Linked DNA regions of Xenopus tropicalis: region 1 is linked to region 2. The links are chromatin contacts, called in public Hi-C maps. All regions are on one chromosome and are shown on one strand. The core of a region is the stretch at or near the end of the contact, and the rest is flanking DNA. Distances in the headings are between cores, read along the strand shown.

The links. Hi-C and Micro-C count contacts between places; a contact is called where the count stands out from the background.
Region 1: a contact with region 2 is called in a Hi-C map of gastrula embryo, with 2.4 times the contacts expected there. The contact joins the promoter of pcdh10 here to the promoter of pcdh18 in region 2. A contact is called at or near these places in 2 of 5 Hi-C or Micro-C datasets (brain and gastrula embryo).

What each region holds. Positions count from the first base shown.
Region 1 is chr1:63,099,490-63,102,189 of UCB_Xtro_10.0, reverse strand. pcdh10 (protocadherin 10) reads left to right here and starts at 1,263. Exons shown (of 4, transcript NM_001079015.1): 1 at 1,263-2,700. The coding sequence starts at 1,772.
Region 2 is chr1:62,135,906-62,138,605 of UCB_Xtro_10.0, reverse strand. It overlaps pcdh18 (protocadherin 18), which reads right to left and starts at 1,303. Exons shown (of 4, transcript NM_001011150.2): 1 at 1-1,303. The coding sequence starts at 859.

The sequences.
Region 1 (2,700 bases), core at 14-2,513, 960 kb before region 2:
ATCAGAGTGTGATAGGATACTAGCAATCAGGCAGTCCATGTTGCAGTGCTATGCCTGTCATTTGTGCGATAGAAAGGGTGCTGTGTGTCTGTATCTTGTCCTGTCGCTGGGATTTTGTGGTGCTGGAGCTTCACACATAAATCAGCAGGTTCCAGCTCAGCGCCGGCTCTGTCAGGGCAAGTAACACAGTAAGACATACATTGCTATTGTAACCCAGGCTCCTTCCCTGCTAATCACACAGACACCTCGTCACTGCAGATGTGTTCTTGACGCACACAGACGCCGATGTGACGGCGATTTTTTTTTATAATAAAGTGTGTGCAGTAATCAAGGTATCGGTCAAGGGCAAGGGAAAAGGGATTCACTTTGTCCATGGACAGTAGGGGAACCGCCGAGCTGCCATTGATTGACTGGTGCCTACAGCCGGTACAGTAGTCCTACTGAGTCGGGCACCGTGCCATTTATGTGGGTGCAACGAGACTGAAATCTTAGCGCCACTTCATTGATGCCGTTTCTATGGCATTGTTACATTGGGCAACATGTATCCCCCTAAATGTATGTGGGTGTATATGTGTGTGTGTTGGGGTGAACAGGCAGAACTATGGCTTGCCAGCTGTGGCATCACTGTGACCCCCACGTATACTATCACTGCAAAGTGTTAGTATAGACTTTGTTCTGCGTGACACAAATCTTTCCCATAATAATGTGCTATGATTAGAGGTGTTTGGAGCACTGCCATTCTATCCTATATTAAACCCCATAATACTGGGCTGCACTTGGCATTTAGCTTCAGAACCTGAAATGCGTTTATTGCCTTTTACCTACACAGGTAATAAAGCAACGTTTCGGCTTTTAGCACTAGCGTTTTCCTTGCCCCAACCGCTCCCCATAGCCGCTTGTACTTTCCCTTCACTGACTTCCCCAGCTCCGAGTTTCCCACTAGCAGCTGATACAAGGAGGGAACTTTCCCCTGTGTGATCTCCCAGAATAAGGGAGGGGCCGCACACAATCTCAGTCTGGCAGAGGTTGCTGATGTCAGGCCCTGGAGGCAAAACCGCGGCCGGAGGATTAGAGATAGGGAGCCGCTTGCTCTCTCCTCACACAGCTCCCTCTGCCCCCTCCTCTACATGACAGGCCCAGTGACGTAGGCCGCTGCCCCGCCCCCGACGTGTCACTCGCATTCCATTGGTTGGCAGAAGATGGGCGCTGCGCAAAAACAGCCAGGCTGGGAGCAAGCGGCTCAGACACTGCCAGCAGAGATCCCAGGAGCTGGGGAAGACGAGGAACTGCACTCAGAATAGAAATACAGATAAACCATGAAAGTGAAAATCGTTACGGGAAGCAGCATGGAGTGTGTGTGCAGCATGGGAAAGCGCAGGCAATAAAGTGAATGAAAAGTAACCGGTGCCTTTTTCCTGTTCCTGTGCAAGTGAATCTATCATTGATACTTATCAATAATTGAAATCTGAGCATCTCCAGCGGAGACACCATGTGCAGTGGATGTAACAGGCTATGGGCAATGGAAGGGGTCACACCAGTGCCGGAGAAATAAAACTCTCTGCTTTTGGATGTATCTGAGAGGGATTTGTACTGAATCTTGTGGTGACTGCAAGGAATCCTGATGAGGGGACGCCTGGCTGCATTTCATTTACACTGAGCCAGTAGCACTGTGTGCAAAGGATAAAAAAAGTGCACTTTTAACCCATCAGCTTATCTTTTTCCTTCCATATTCTTTTCTACCTGGCTGGTTTACACTGCTACTGTGTAGGAGATGCTGTGGTTCTTATTGCTACTGTGCGCTGCGGAGGGGCTTCTCGCCCAGCTTGCCTACAAGGTGCAGGAGGAAAGGGACCATGGTACTTTCGTGGGGAATATCGCTGAGGATTTGGGCTTGGACATTACAAAACTTTCCAATCGCAGGTTCCAGACTGCGCCCAACTCAAGGACTCCTTACCTGGAGCTGAACCTGGAGAACGGGGTGCTGTACGTTAACGAGAAAATAGACAGGGAGCAGATCTGCAAGCAGAACCCATCGTGCATGTTGCACTTGGAGGTCTTCCTGGAGAACCCCCTTGAGTTCTTCCGAGTGGAGATCGAGGTGCTTGACATCAACGACAACCCTCCGGTTTTCCCCCAATCTGACATCCAGGTGGAGATTTCCGAGAGCGCCACCCCAGGGACCCGCTTCCCCCTGGAGAGCGCCTACGACCTAGACGTGGGGAATAATTCCCTGCGCACCTACGAAATCACCACCAACAGTTACTTCAACCTGGATGTACAGACCCAAGGGGACGGCAACAAGTTCGCGGAGCTGGTACTGAAGAAGCAGCTGGACAGAGAGCAGCAAGCCCTGCACAGGTACGTCCTCACCGCCATTGATGGGGGCACCCCCCAAAGGACAGGGACCGCTCTGCTCACCATCAAAGTGCTGGACTCCAATGACAACGTACCGGTGTTCGAGCAGCAGATCTACACCGTGTCTCTGCCAGAGAACTCGCCCCCAGGTACCATGGTTATACAGCTCAATGCCACCGACCAGGATGAAGGTCAAAATGGGGAGGTGGTGTACTCTTTCAGCAGCCACAATTCCCCCAAGGTGCGCGACATTTTTGGCATTGATCCTCGAACTGGTCGAATTGAGATTATAGGTGAACTCGACTACGAAGACAGCGGCTCCTACCAGGTATATGTGCAAGCTAA
Region 2 (2,700 bases), core at 54-2,553:
TCCCATTAGCGCCCTCATCTGGGTCGGTGGCATTGAGGTCTATGAGTAGGGTTCCCAAGGGTGAATTCTCCGGTAACTGAACAACATAGGACTGCTTCTCAAACACTGGGCTATTATCATTGGAGTCGGAAATGCTGATTTTGAGGAGTGAGGAGCCGTACCTTTGGGGCACCCCGTTATCATAGGCTGTCAGCTGGAGCTCATAGCTGGACTGCAGCTCCCTGTCCAACTCCCTGATCACCACCAGCTCGGCGTACTTGGCTCCATCTGTCCTGGTCTTTACCTCAATGCTAAAGTAGGCGTTGGGGGACAGTGAATAGGTAAAAAGGGAATTGTCCCCCACATCGGGGTCAAAGGCGCTGTCCAGGGGGATGCGGGTCCCCACAGCTGCGCTCTCCGAGATCTCAATGGGAATGAGAGCCCTGGAGAACTGGGGTGCGTTGTCGTTAATGTCCAGGACTTGCACCTCGATATGGAAGAGCTGGAGGTGCTGCGTCGGGAGGGTGATCACATCAAACTCTATGGAGCAGTTCGAGTTCTTCTGGCACAGTTGTTCCCGGTCGATCTTGGCCCCAATGCTGATCTCCCCATTATCCTCCCTCACGGTGAGCAGAGGGGAGCTGCCTCTCTGCATGGCTCGGAACCGAACAGAGGAAGGGTTCGGCAACTTGGACAGCACATCAGCCACATCCTCGGAGAGCCTGGCCACCACGGTGCCGATCATCTGCTCCTCGTAGATCCGGTATTTTAAATTCTTGCAGGTTCCGAGCAAACACAGCGACAGAACCAGGGCAAACACCAAGGCAAGGTTCCTGGTACCGCTCCCCCAGCAGCCCATTGACTTGCAGCAGCGATCCATCTCCCCCCTACAGAGAATTAAAGCGCAGCTCCCACAACTTCTCTAGGCAGCCCCAGCACAGCCCGCATTTGATACTGGGGAATGCAGAATAAAATCGTGCCTTTCTCTTTTCTCAATGCTACCGGTCCAATATTCAGCGATGGAGTGAGAAAAGTTTCTCAGTAGGCGGCAAATTGGAGCAGGATACGAGGAGCCAGCGCAGCGCAGTAAATCCCATTAGCTCAGAGCGCACACGGACGAGTCACATTAGGAGTTTATTCACGTTTGTATCCATGGATTGCAGGGGTCTTGCTGAATCCGCAGTCTTTCCTCTCCCCTCTCGCTGCTCTGCAGCAGACTAAACACCCCCGATTGCTGACTCCAGCCTAAAATCTGGACAACTTCACTCAAACTCAGACAAAGCTGGGGGCTCTGCATGTGTTCCAGCGCTGGCAGCCAATCAGCTCTGCTCCAAATCAAAGGACAGTGAAGTCACTCAAGTGCTGGGGGAGACTAGAGACATGGCAGCTCCTCCCACCGCATTCACTTTTTTTCTCTTTTTCTTTTTTTTCAGAACGTGCCATAACAAAGAAGCTACAAATTGCAGAAGAAAAACTTGAAATCGGGACCTTGCCCCCCCTCCCCAGTTATGGTTTGCAGGCATTTCCTCATCACGCCCTCCCCCATATAGAAATAATAAGGAGCAGGCAGTTAGGAATTCATAGCTGATGTGCCCCTGCAGCCTTTCTTCTGTTCCCTGCCTCGGTTATTGCATGTAATGTAACCCCTGCACTGCAGAACTTACTGACAGTGCTCCCATCACCCCACACCTTTGTTCCCCAGTCCTGTACAATCCAAGCTCCGCAGCCCACTGTAACCCACTGTGGAGCATCATATGGGGGGGGGGGGTGCTTCTCCAGTACTCTAAGTGCATTGGGGTTCCCTAACTGCAGCCCCTCAGGCTGTTACTGACTGAAGCTCTAAGGGTGCCGGCGCTTGAATACACCACATCTGGAGGGCAGAAGGCTGGACATCTCCAGCTCTATAGCCACCAAGTGATAAATATAGCTGCCACAACATCCTCTAATAGGAAAAATGAGGTGTGAAATCAATACATTGCAGTAAACAAAACCACACTTATTCCACAGTGAACTATGATTTCATTAAATCCAAAGCAGATTCACTCTTCCATTCCCTCCTCCCTTTCTATGTCCCCCTCTCTGGACATCCTGACTTGGAGCCTGGAGTATGGAGCAGATCTCAAATAATCCAGACTTTGTTTTCACTTATGGTAACCCAACCTCATGTGTGTCAGAGATGCAGTGCCATAGGGTGACCTCTAGCACCTAAGGGATTAAAGTGTCGATTTCTCTTCTCATCATGGGGCATTTCACACTCACAGCCCTGATTTATTGTGCCAGTCCCCAGACCTGTGTAATGCCATAATCCATGAATTATCTGTGGTCAGTGTTTATCATTTATCTGACTGACAGCTTCCTCTGTAGGTGCAAACTCAAAATGATAGCATATCATTCCCCAAGGACATCAGAATTGTGGGGCACGTATGTAGATGCTGGAGGACTGGTAATTGTGTTATTATCGTGCTTCCTTCCCATGCCAAGCAACTGGGAGACCATTGTACCTAGTACTGATGGCTTATATGAAGTGGATATGGGCACCTTGGCATCAGGCAATATCTAAGGGCCCTCTGCATGTTCGGTGTGTCTATAAATAAATGCACTTACGCATCATTCGTTGCTATTCAAACTTATATCAATACAGCATTTTAATAAATGTCCCAGATGTATGCCAAAGGTAACATAATTACAGTATGGAGGAAATGATGGAAGTAATGTTGTTAA